Linked DNA regions of Mus musculus: all the other regions are linked to region 2. Evidence: chromatin contacts called from public ChIA-PET and HiChIP or PLAC-seq data. All regions are on one chromosome and are shown on one strand. Each heading gives the region's core, a stretch centred on a gene start, on an enhancer-like site or on the middle of the called end of the contact. The rest is flanking DNA. Distances are from core to core; before and after follow the strand shown. Region 1 overlaps Armc3 (armadillo repeat containing 3). Region 2 holds the start of Dnajc1 (DnaJ heat shock protein family (Hsp40) member C1). Region 3 overlaps Pip4k2a (phosphatidylinositol-5-phosphate 4-kinase, type II, alpha).

The links. ChIA-PET counts read pairs in DNA pulled down with a chosen protein or histone mark. HiChIP or PLAC-seq counts read pairs in DNA pulled down with a chosen protein or histone mark.
Region 1: an H3K4me3 HiChIP or PLAC-seq map of pro-B cells shows a contact between it and region 2, with 11 times the contacts expected there. The contact joins the enhancer-like site here to the promoter of Dnajc1 in region 2. A contact is called at or near these places in 2 of 39 promoter capture datasets (cranial neural crest and pre-B cells), 1 of 15 datasets of contacts at CTCF or cohesin (pro-B cells), 1 of 484 Hi-C or Micro-C datasets (bone marrow-derived macrophages), 15 of 115 datasets of contacts at active chromatin or transcription factors (DN3 thymocytes, the SCID.adh cell line, acute myeloid leukemia and 12 more) and 1 of 9 other capture datasets (embryonic stem cells).
Region 3: a contact with region 2 is called in an RNA polymerase II ChIA-PET map of memory CD8 T cells, with 12 read pairs. The contact joins the enhancer-like site here to the promoter of Dnajc1 in region 2. A contact is called at or near these places in 1 of 484 Hi-C or Micro-C datasets (CD8 T cells), 3 of 115 datasets of contacts at active chromatin or transcription factors (memory CD8 T cells, pancreatic cancer cells and pro-B cells) and 1 of 9 other capture datasets (adipose tissue).

The regions. Positions count from the first base shown.
Region 1 is chr2:19,299,334-19,303,639 of GRCm38.p6, reverse strand. It overlaps Armc3 (armadillo repeat containing 3), which reads right to left. Exons shown (of 20, transcript NM_001081083.2): 18 at 2,971-3,168. Among named protein-coding and RNA genes, the nearest start is that of 4930447M23Rik, 43 kb to the left of the region's middle. Within about 2 kb of position 3,054, at least 126 of the 459 cell types and tissues checked have an H3K27ac peak or open chromatin away from gene starts, as enhancers often do. A contact at or near this core is called in DN3 thymocytes, acute myeloid leukemia, bone marrow-derived macrophages and 6 more, where this site is marked.
Region 2 is chr2:18,391,000-18,394,984 of GRCm38.p6, reverse strand. Dnajc1 (DnaJ heat shock protein family (Hsp40) member C1) reads left to right here and starts at 2,155. Exons shown (of 12, transcript NM_007869.3): 1 at 2,155-2,694. The coding sequence starts at 2,485.
Region 3 is chr2:18,949,808-18,954,054 of GRCm38.p6, reverse strand. The region is part of intron 1 of Pip4k2a (phosphatidylinositol-5-phosphate 4-kinase, type II, alpha); the gene reads left to right. Among named protein-coding and RNA genes, the nearest start is that of Pip4k2a, 46 kb to the left of the region's middle. Within about 2 kb of position 1,769, at least 85 of the 459 cell types and tissues checked have an H3K27ac peak or open chromatin away from gene starts, as enhancers often do. A contact at or near this core is called in CD8 T cells, memory CD8 T cells and pro-B cells, where this site is marked.

The sequences.
Region 1 (4,306 bases), core at 1,805-4,304, 910 kb before region 2:
TATTGTACTGAGACAATCACAGACACATATACACACTGGAATCCTGGTGATTTGATTCAACACAATAAAGAAAATGAATGCTAAGATACCAGTGGACATAACATAGGCCAAATGAATATAAATGTAGTTTTAAATTTTTTTTTTTTAAAGATTTATTTATTTATTTATTATATGTAAGTACACTGTAGCTGTCTTCAGATGCACCAGAAGAGGGCATCAGATCTCTGTTACAGGTGGTTGTGAGCCACCATGTGGTTGCTGGGATTTGAACTTCGGACCTTTGGAAGAGTAGTCGGGTGCTCTTACCCCCTGAGCCATCTCACCAGCCCATAGTTTTAAATTTTTATCTTAGTCTTGAACAGTGGGGGGAGTATTTTAGTCTGAAAGTTGAGGCATTTACTAACTGGTGAGCTTTCTTCTTTCTATTCTTGTGAGAGAAGGTCTCAGCACGTGGCCAAGGCTGGCCTAGCCCTTGTGAGGCTTCTCCAGCCTGACCAGTGTACAGTGCACTGGAGTAGCCCACTGTAAATTTCATGACTTTTTTTCTTTTAGAATTTATCTTTTGGATTAAGAATGATATGGCATTATATAACACTGACATCAAAGGAGAGTAGAAGAGGAGGAGGAAGAAAAATGTACTTCAAGGGTAGCAGGTGTGTGGGAGAGAGAAATTGTGATACTTTGTTTTGTATCCCCACCCCCAAAATACTATCTCCTATGATAATGTCAACAAACATCTCTAAAATTTCTGTATAACTAAGAACATATGGTGGGGAGAAAAATTGAAAAGTTAAAGGAAAGATTGGTCTTTGGCTATACTGTGAAGAATAATGCCTTAAAAACCCTAAATGGGGGGTTTTGGGGGGGGGTGCTCAGATGTAGGGAGAACAGGGAGAGAGAAGGAAGATGGTGGGAGTGGGAGGGACGGGCAATCTCTCTCACCTGCCAGAGAGACCTAGGATAGGAAGAGGCCCCACAGGGTCTATGGAAGTGACTTTAGCTGAGATTCCTATCAGTGGGGGATATGGATCCTGAAGTGATCACTTCCTGTAGCCAGGCAGGACTCTCAGTGGAGAGATTAGGACAGCTACTCACCCACAAAACCTTTGACTCAAAATGTGTCCTGCCTACAAGATGTGCAGGGACAAAGATAGAGCAGAGACTGAGGGAATGGTCAACCAATGACTGCCCCAAATTGAAACCCATTCCATGGGCAGGAATCAATCCTTGACACTACTAAGGATATTCTGTTATGCTGGCCAACAGGAACCTAGCATATCTGTCCTCTGAGAGGCTCCACCCAGCAGTCAATGGAAAGAGATGCAGAGACACCCGAACCTTAGACGGAGCTTGGAAGATCTTACTAAGAGCTGGGAGAAGAATTAAGGGACCCAAGAAGACAGGGACTCCATAGAAAGACCAACAGAGTCAACTAACCTGGACCTTTGGGGACTCCCAGAGACTTTATCACCAACCAAAGGGCGAGTCTGGGCTGGACCTAGGTTCCCTGCACTTGTGTAGCAGATGAGCAGCTTGGTCTTCATTCGAGTCCCCTAACTAGAGCAGGGGCTGTCCCTGAACCTGTTGCTGGCCTACCCGCCTGCCTGTGGATACCTGGCCCCTAAAAGCACCTTCTTGCCTGGCCTCAGTGGGAGAGGATGCACCTAGTCCTACTCCCGCCCAACTTGATGTGGGGGGTGGGATGTGACACCCAGAGGGGGCTCCCACTTCTCAAAAGTGAAGTGGAATGGGGTAGGATTGTGTGAGAGAGTACTGGGAGGAGAGGAAGGGCTGTTATTGGGTTGTAAAGTGAATAAATAAAAATTTAAAAACACACAAGAAGAAAACAAAACAGTGCAACTAAACCAAAACAAAGGACGATGAGGAAGGGAGGTGGAGGCGAGCAGTCACCCCACCTGTAGTGACAGCCCATCCCGCAGCTGGACAGACCTCTGCCATTGTCTTGCTCCTTATTATTGTTTAAATGTAAGCTGATTCAGAAGTGATGTGTGGAGCCTCCGCTAGAACACAGTGTTGAGAAGTACTGCACAAGTGTTTACAAGACTCTCCAGTCAGAGCCATCAAGCCTCAAGGACACAGGAAATCCTTCTAGAGCCAACCGCACTGAATCTCCCCCAGTCCTGTCTGACAGAAGTCGGGGATCTGTCAGCTGAGAGGCTTACAGTTGTCACTTCCGGGTTTGAGGACAGCTACTCGACTCCCACCTGCAGTTGACTGAGCCCCCACTGTGGCTGGTGCTAAAGCCAGCAGTTCACCTGCTGGGTTGTGCCAATCATGGAGCCCGTCCCCATTTTCAGTCCTGCTCCCTTAGAGACCTGCTCAGGGCCTCAGCCTCTGTTTATGGAAGGAGCCCAGTGAAGAAGAGCAACTTCTGAGGCTTACACAGGGCTTGTTCTGTCCAGCAGCAAGCTCTCAGAGTGCCCACAGCCCACTCCCGAGAAATAGCAAATGAACCAGCGGACACCCATTAGAAAAGGAAATGTGTATTAAAACAAAACAAAACACAAACAAACAGCAGGGGGGTTAGAGAGAACTCACAATAGGATGCCTTTAAATGCTGAGTACCTCATACACTTAAGGAACAATTTGGTTTTTAAACATAGATTCATTCACTCACTACCTCTCTAAGATCATACCAAAGATGTGTCTTAACAGCTTAGCTAAAAAAAAAAAAAAAAAAAAAAAAAAAGCAAAAGCAAAAACCAGGTGTTTGTCTCTAAGCGATTTCAACTCTGACTCACACAAAAAAGAAGAGCACCCGTGTGTGAGTCATTGTGCTTCTGCGGGAAGGCAGAGCACGGGCGCTGTAAACCATTGCAGCTTCTTTTGTTGGTTTTATTTTAAAGTAACTTTAAAGAAAAGCAAACCACTGTAAGTTTTTTTTTTTAAAAATCTGAAATTAAAATAGATATACAGAGAGAGAAGGAGAGGGAGAGGGGAGAGACTCACTTGGCAAGGACCTCAATCTGCTCCTTAAGGTTGACAATGGGCAGTATCGACTTGGTCACCTCCAGCACATACACACAGAACTCAGGGTCAGGAGGAGGGTTCCACTCTTTCTCAGGGCTGCCTTCCGTGAACTTGGGCAGTGCCAGGATCTCTTCTTCCTCTTTCACTTTCTCTTCTTCTTTTTTCCCTTTCCCTTTCCTTTGAAAGTAAGCAATAATAAAACCCCATATCCTGTCGAAATGTCCAAATACTAACTATGCTCTGAGTCAATCTGAGAAGCCTCAGGGAAATAAGGAAAGGGTAATCGGGGAGGGAAATTAGTTAAAACAAAATACAATGTGTGTATGTATGTATGTATGTATATATGCAAATGCTATGACAAAGCTCATTATTTTGCATCTATATTAAAAGTTAATTTAAATTAAAAATATAGAGACAATTCAAATGTCCTTTGATAAGAGATGGGTATATAGTGTTAAGACCATACAATAAAATACTGGTTAAGAGTAAAAAGGGATAGGCTACCAATGCACAGAACAATTTGGAAGCATCTCAAAGGCATTATGCTGGCTGGAAAACATCAGTATCAGATGTAACACACGAATGATCCCATCAAAGTCATTCTTGGCTGGACCTGGTAGTCCATGCTTTTAATGCCAGCACTCAGGAGGCAAAGATAGGCAGATTACTGTGGATTCAAGGTCAGCCTGGTCTACAAGTGAGTTCGAGGCTAACTAGGGCTACATAGTAAGACCTTGGAAAGGCAAAAATAACAGAAAAACCACCACCAGGTCTCGTTCTTTTTTCCAGAGAAAAGAATGAGTTGCAGTATCAGGGCAGGACTCTGGGTTGGCTGAGCTTTTTTCTATTCTGACTGTGGTGTCAATGGCTGCACAAATTCCCTCTTTAAAATTCTGTAGCATTTTAAACAGAAAGACATTTTGTGGCATGTTAATTTAAAACTTTGTTGCTTGTATCGTTTTCTTTTTCTTTTTTCTTTTTTCTTTTATTTTTTTTTAAATTTTCCTCTGTGTAGCCCAGGCCATCCTGGAACTCACTATTCACTCCAAGCAAGCCATGAACTCAGAAATCTGCCTGCCCCTGCCCCTGCCTCTGCCTCCTAAATGCTGGGATTAAAGGTGTGCACCACCACTGCCCGGCTAATTAAAGACTTCAATTGCTCTGGGCACTCTGCTTACATCTGCGTGAGTAGTTATTCACGTTTACACCAATTATCCCTAGCATGGGAGGTGGAAAAGCTTGCTCTTCATACACTTCCATTGGCTAACACTAGGCACTAGCTGCTGAATTCCTTGAATCCATTTTCTGTTGGGTA
Region 2 (3,985 bases), core at 906-3,405:
TGGCCCTAGAGATCTTCTTTGTGTAACTTCAGAAGTAACTGCCATGGTCTTGAGTGTGAAGAATAACGCCCATGTATTTAAAGTAGGCGTTCCCTTTAGGTAGCCTTATATAGACTTACAGCCGTGTATTAGTCAGAGCTCTCTAGAATCACAAAACGTATAGACTAAATTCTCTCTCTCTCTAAGTCTATCTATCTGTCTATCTGTCTGTCTGTCTATCTATCTATCTATCTATCTAAAGAGAATCTATCTATCTATCTATCTATCTATCTATCTATCTATCTAAAGAGAATACACTGGAGTGACTTATAATCTGCAGTAGTTGCTCAGTCCCACAATGTTAAGTAGTTCAGCTGGTCTTCTGTATAAGCTGGAATCCTGAAGAAGTAGATTCCAACAGATGTGCTGGCAAAGTGAATGCAAGCAGGCAAAGAGGAGTGAACCTTTCCTTTTTCCTTTGTTCTTATGTAATCCTCCAGCAGAAAGTATGGCGCAGATTAAAGGGTGCCTCGAGATCTGTATTAAAAATGTGTGTCTTCCAGCCTGAAGCGCTAGATCAAAAGCTTGTGTCTGCTGTGCCCTCCATTTCTGGATTGTAGTTTACTCCAGTTATAGTGGAGTTGACAACTGGGCATAGCTATCACAAATCTTATGACCAGTGAGCACAGTTCCTCAACCTCAAGCGATATTCAGCGGGCGTCTTGTGGGACGGCTGACTGTATGTTTGGGGCTTCTTTGTACCTTAGTCCATCATACAATTCAAAGTAAAGATTTCGTTGCTTTCTTTTTATCTGTGTAAAGTCCCTCTGAGCAGACCAAAGCGAATCACTCCATACCTAGGATCAGTAAATGCCACCAGGGAAGAAAACAGCTGATAACTGCCCTTAGCCCAGACATTGACAAAGGATTTATTCAATTGTGTTACCTCCTGCAGCACAACAGTTAATGTGGAAATGACAAATTTGAATTGTAGTAAGAAAATTGTCTCAGAGAATAAAGTAGAGGCAACTCGACTTCTGTATCAGCCTGGCCTTAGAAAGTGATAAGTCCCCTGAAAATGGAGTAAGTCCTTAGAGTTCTTGGACAACACAGAGTTCAAGACAGAAATACAGGACTGTCTGCTAAGAGCTCATACTAACACGTTTGCAGTTGTGGCAAGATCACACCACTTTCAAATAACACAGTATTCAATAATATGATCAAATATGGAAAGGATGGACATTGGGTAAACAAAATTTGTTGTTGCCATATTTTCTGACAGTTTCACTCATTGAATAAACAAACATTTGCTTTAATGTAGGGACTTGGTAAAGATGATGGGTCTTGTATGTACATGTATGTGCCTGCCTATGTGTATGTGCACATGCACAGGTGCCTGTGGAAGCTTGAGGTGAGTACTGGATCACTGCAGCTAGAATTACAGGCAGTTGTGAACCACTCCAATATGGGTACCGGGAACAGAACTCAGGTCCTCTGCAAGAGGAAGAAGTGGTCTTAATCAAAAGTCAATACTAGGTCCAAGATTAGTTTTACTTTAAGGAAATAAACTTCAGACTTAAAAGAATATTTTAAATTTTATTTATATGTATGTGTGTTTGCTTTCTTGAATTTATGTGTATTAGGTGTGTGCAGGATCCTACAAAGGCCAGAAGGGGGCTTCAGATCTCCTGGAAATTAGAGGCTGCTTATTTGCATGGACTATATCCGCAAATCTTAATTCATATTTAGAAGTATAATTTTTTTCTTGGTTAAATTCCTTTTTGTGCCCCCACCTTCCAAAACCACAATGGGGTGGATCTGTGTGTTTTAGGCATTGTTCAATTCATCCTACCTTTACTGATCAAATAACAAAATGCACATGAACAGAAGCCCCTAAGCAATAAAATACATCGACCCTCCAATATGCTTTTAATATCAATACTTAGGAAGGCAAGGTAGAAGGCATGGGGAAGAAAACCTACAGATAGGCGTTCTTGGCCCAGGAGGTCCGCGATTGTTGATTATTCACCTCTTTTAGCCAGCGCTGACACACGTGCAGCTGCTCTACAAGCCAGCCACGGAAAGCTGTTCTCTGAGGCCAGAATCCAGAGCGCCTGGCGTTCCTACTTCCGGCCCCGCCCCCGCCCCACAGTTGCTAGGAGACGTGATGTCACCGGAAGCGAGGCCTGGGATAGGCTGAGGCCTGGGGAAACCTCTCCCACACGGCCGCTTGGGTGCCAGCGCTGGCTCTCCAGCTGTTCCTAGGCCGGGGCGAGGGTCTAGAGAGGGAGAGCGGGCTGCGGCCGGTCTCCGCTCCCCAGCCGCCGGCTCCGCGGCAGTTAGTGCTTCCCTCGAGCCGGCAGCCTGGTTGGTCGCTTCCGGGCGGCTGCCCGCGCTCCTGACTGACAGGCGCCGTCCGCACCGCCCGCGCCACCCGCCACGTCTCCGCTCTCTGCCGGCGCACGGCGTGGCTGCCTGCCGACCGACCTCTTTGAGCCCAGCGCGATGTGGGTTCCCGGCTTCGGATCCGCGCGACTTCCCCAGCGCCGGCGCTCCGGGTTGGAGTCATCCTCGGTGCGGCCGCTGTGGCTGCTGCTGCTGTTCCTGCTGGCAGCCGTGCGGCCAGTGCGCGCCTGGGAGAGCGGAGACCTGGAGTTGTTCGACTTGGTGGAAGAGGTGCAGTTGAACTTCTACGAGTTCCTCGGGGTGCAGCAGGTAAGCGCGGCGGGCCGGACCTCCTCACCCAGCCCGGTCCACTTGACCGCCATCTCTTCCCAGTTCCTCACTGTCGGCCCAACTTCGGAACTTCTGATCTGAGTGTTAGGCTGGACGGTGCAACTACCTTTTCTTTGGCTTTCTGGAGACCATCCTTCCCCCACCCCGCGAGCTGTGCTGAAGGAAGAAGGAAGAGAGATGTAGGCAGACCGATTTTTAACACTCAAGTGTGACACAGTAACCATGTATCACCCCAAATTGTCATCTTCCCACTTAAACATATGTTTACTCCAACTGCCTCCCTCTCCCTCGTCCTTTCTGGGAAGACTGAAATACATTTTGCCCAGCGTCTGTTAGCAGTTTTCTTGCACTGTATTTTGTAATCGTTAAAGCCTGCTATTAGTGTTTGTGTAGCAGTTAGAAATCTGGAAAAATTTGAAGCCTCCTCCCGCTTGGTCCTAGAACTCATTAGAGAAGTTGTGACACTTTCAGGGTTTGAGGTGTTTGGAGTGCTGTTGAAAGAGGAGGTCAGGATAGTCTTGTGTATACGTCCTTGCCTCTCCATTGATTTCATTTCAGGTTTTAACTTGGGTCTTTAACTTGTAAAATCTCTTGTTCCCTTTTATTTCTACTTGAAAGTGATTGAGTGAGGGTATTTATTCAGACTACCTCAAACAATGAACAGAAAAAAGAAGACATGTTAATAACTAATAATAACTTCATGATCATGGAATGAGAGAGACTTCCACAAGCTATGATTGAGTCCTTCACACAAGATGTAAGTTGTGAAGCAAAAACAACAGCAGCAGCAAAAAGGCACACTTAACAGAATTAGCTAAGAAATGTACCTCTTCCTATAAGTTATGAAATAGGAAACTTTCAAAGGAAATGAATTGAACTGTTAAACAGAAATTTAATTTTTAATAATTGCATTTTAATTCCATGATTGCATATAAAATCATTGAGTATAAAATTACCATGGTATTAAACTTAACAGTTCTCATTTCTTAAGAGTTAAAAATATTATACACAATGGTTTTGTGGTCATTGTGTTACCTTGTGCCACTTCCTGCTCATAGAGAAAAAATAGGCCTCATTTCCAGAGTAAATGATAATGCAGTGTATTTAACAATAATTAGTGAAAATGTAAGTTTGAAGACTATTTATTTGGGCTTAGGTTCTTGAGACAGGTTCTTCATGTAGCTCAGCCTATCCCCTTAAACCGTCATTCCCCAGCCTCAGGCTCCTGGATGCTGAGATTGTAGGCTTTTCCCACTCAGGAGAGGCATTT
Region 3 (4,247 bases), core at 520-3,019, 560 kb before region 2:
GAGTTTTGCTCTGAAATCAACTTACTGCTTTGTAGCATAGCCTGGGGTGCAAAGGAGTGCTGAGAGACATCTCTATGTGCTTCAGTGTTTCAAAGTGGCTTTTTAGAGAAAAATTAAACACATTACACAGAAATTCAGAGAACTTCACAAGTTCCCCCACACAGGAGCAACTATAAATTCTGAAAAATATGTCCTACTTCTGGAACGTTCTTTGGAAGGGTGTTAATGCTGTTCAAAGCTTTTTCCTGTGTTCTTTGTACAATTATTAGTCTCTGGAGAAAGGTATGTGAAAGACATAGTTTCTAATTAAGAAACAAAGGCCAGTATTAACTTGTCTAAGGGGAGTCCAGTTTCATAACTGATTATTTTGGGTGTGAAGAAAGTCCGTCCTGTGGATTCTTGCTGTCAGGAGTGTTCCATTTGTTAGATGTTGATGCTTTTATGACCACTGATTTTGTAAGTAAACCTCAGTCTGTTGGAAAAAGCAGTCAGGCGCTACAAACACGCTATTCCCTCCGTTCCTGTTCTTAGTTTTGGATGAACAGAACACATTGGGGCCAAGGGGTCAATAGTGAAATCTTAAGGTGTGTGCTGCCCTGGTTATGATCTGATAGCCATAGAGTCATTGTGCACTATTTCAGCAATGCTGTATTGTGTTTATACACACATCACAACCTTCTGTTGACTTTGCCCCAGGCGCTGTTAATTTGCAGCTGGTTAACAGAATGCCACAGAAATGACTTATTTTTCCTTTCCTTGCTTGTGGTCATGAGCAGTCTCTTTTCAGCATCTCAGGAAACAGGACCCACCTTTACCCAGTGAATTAACGTGTTTGACCTGATGGTTGAAGGTTTCATTCTGACTCCAGTGAGGGATTTTTATGCCAGGATTACATCTTTATTTTCTTTTCTTAAGTTATAGTGTGTTGGAAACATGGACTTTACCTAAAATTAGTTTAGTGGAGACATTATTATCTTTGTGCAGTTATGGGCTGTGGGTTTAAAATATGCTCTACTATAAATGAACAGCGAGTGGGTTCACCTGAACTCATAGAAGGGAAGAGGGAGAGGTAGTGAGGAGAAAGAGAGAAAACAGGACTGACTGAATGAATGCGTGCATGCATGAATGAACACCAACTGGGGATAGAACCCAGGTTCTAGTCCATGCTACATCAGCACTGCACTCCTGGCCACACCCCTAACCCCTCACCCCTGTCTGTCCTCCTCATGTATACCCCATAAAAAGACATCAGCGAAGGACTGAGTTTCTTGGAGAGAAGCAGCTACTGCCTGTTCTGTCATTCCCACCAGAGGAGCACTAATATCTCCAAAAAGCCCCGGGAAGATGTGTGTGGAGGGGGCTCATCAGCTCTGTCTATGTGAAGCTTTGTTTCCAGTGGGGCCTGTTTTAAAAGAGTGGATGTCCCAGAAAATGTGCTAAGAAGTTGAGAACATCACAGGCTGTGTGGCTGCATATAGCATTTGAAGACAAGCCAGCTGCCAACTGTTGCAAAATGGCTGTGTTCCTCCGTGTCTAGAATTTCCTTCTGAGATGCTTTTAGAAGCTTCTTTCTTCTCGTCTGTCTTTCCGTATTTGATGGTGGCTTTGGAGTTAGTTGATAAGTTTCCAAGGCAGGCTTCATAAATCAATACCATCCTGCTGCAGAGAAGCCCCCCGCCCCCCTTTTCCTGTGAGTTGGAGAAGGAAGCTTTGAGAGACTGCGGTTTTACTTAGGACTTTTATCTCAGGTCCCTGTCCCCATGGTTAGATGAAAAACATGAAAACTGCGGTTGGTAGTCAGGAAGTTTAATGTTAACGTCATTATAGCTACACAGTCTTGGATGCTTATTTTGAAATTCATACTAACAGTGGATAAAGCCCCACTTCTGCACTTCCACATGTAAACTAGCAGTTGTAGAACTTGAGATTGGGAACCAAGGCAATGAGAACAGAAACAGAACTGGGGTTGGAATTTGGAGAGAATAATTAAGATGTGTTCACTGGCAAATTGTTTTCCTTAATATACTTTATTAAGATTCTTTCTGGGAAGAAAAACTGTCAAAAATTTTAAATATGAAAAATGTAGTTTTAATTTCACAGTAATAATTGATAACCTGTTCCATAGATATAAAAGATATGGTCACTGGTTAGTAGGAAAATTTGTGTATATAAGTGTGTGTGTGTGTGTGTCTATGTGTGCGTGTGTGTTTCTGTGTATGTATATGTGTGTGTCTGTGTGTTTCTGTGTGTGTGCATTTGTGTGTGTATGTCTATGTGTCTGTGTGTATGTATGTGTATCTCTGTGTGTATGTGTGTCTCTGTGTGTGTGTGTGTGTGTGTGTATCTCTGTGTGTATGTGTGTTTCTGTGTGTGTCTGTGTGTATTTGTGTGTGTATGTCTATGTGTCTGTGTGTATGTATGTGTATCTCTGTGTGTATGTGTGTCTCTGTGTGTGTGTGTGTCTGTGTGTATGTATGTGTGTGTATGTGTGTCTCTGTGTGTGTGTGTGTATTTGTGTGTGTATGTCTGTGTGTCTGTGTGTATGTATGAGTGTATGTATGTTTCTCTGTGTGTACGTGTTTGTGTATGTATGTCTCTGTGATTGTTTGTAGTGTTAGTACATTGAAAGCAAAATAAATGATCTGTTAGTACTGAAGTAGCCGGTTAGGCTGCAGTGCATTCATACGATGGGAACATTTGTGTTAGGCTAGACCAACAATATAGGAGGGAGTCTATAAAATTCTATTAAGGAAAGGGAAGATCCAGAGAAAAATATGCCATACGATGTTTTAATATATCTCCAAGTCATATTTTAAAAACACAGACCATTTCCCTATGTTATTTAAGGATTAAGTCTAATTGTTTTGTTGTTGTTTATCTGCATCTTTGTGTGTGGATGTACGCACATGAGTGCAGAGGCCTCAGAGGCCAGACAAGGGCATCAGAGACCCTGAAGCTGGAGTTGCAGACAATTGTGAGCTGCTGGAAATGGTTTATGGGAGCAGAGCTCAGGAACTTTGGACGAACAATATGTGTTCTTAGTTGCTGAGCCATCTCTCCTCCCCCACCCCTGTTGTTTCCTCATTGCTACATTGGTTGTGAAGTAAAGTGATAAAGTCAGATAAAGAGACAGTTATTTAGTCATATAGTTTTATGTGTATTTGTGTTTTGGTGTAATAGATATATAAATGAATATATGCATATAAGAATTATCAGAATATTAATGGAGACTGTCTTCAATATTGGTAATATAGAAAGATGTTTATATTTTTCCTCATTTCCTTCTCTTTGAATTTTCGAAGAACCCATAGTTATATAATGCTAAAGAAAATAAAGCTTTGTGGATCAAGGGATGAAAGATCCATTATGGATGATTGTCGGTTCTTTGCTGTATATAAAACAAACAAAAACCAGTTCTGTGTCTACAGTGTTAGGAGACTCAGAAAATATCCATGGGCCTCCAATAGTAAGGTGGTATTCAATTCATAAAGTTAAATATTCCTTTTGTGGTGAATCTCTCAAACATCACCAGTTCGTGTCAAAAATCAAGGTAGCTTAGTGATACCAAACCTTTGTTTATAAAGCACACAGATAACAGCCTAACAATAGAAGGGAGACTGGAGATCGACCCACACAAAAATGGCAGTCAGAAAGAAAGAATGCAAACACATGGCACAAAAGCATGTTACTGTGTGTTATTAACACAAAGAAGTACCTGTGTAGAAAATGGGCGAGAAAAACCAGCGATGAAGACTGTAAATGGCCAATAAGCACAGTGATGCCAACATGAATGGAACAGTAGTTACCCATAATTGATGATAACTGAGCAGAAGCTGGGATGTATCCTACACACATGCATACATGCTCAGTCCCAGGAATTCCTTTCCTGGGGGCATATCATGACATGGTGAATAAGAAACTTGTTTACAGTGCAACCTGTTTGTAATGTAATGAAGGGAAAGTAAAATGTCTAAATATAAGATGACATCATGTTTCTTTGGTTGTTTTTGTTTTTGTTTTTGTTTTTGGTTTTTTCCCAGACTAGCCTCAATTGAACTCATAGAGATCTGCCTGTCTCTGTCTTCTAAGGGCTAGGACTAGGGTGTGCCACCACACCAAGCGATGACGACATTATGTTAAGAGCTACCCAATTGAGCCCTATGCCATAACAAATCACAAAATAATTATGTATGCATATGGAAAATTTAGTGACTTAATGTAATGTTTAAAAACAATTGAAATCAGTA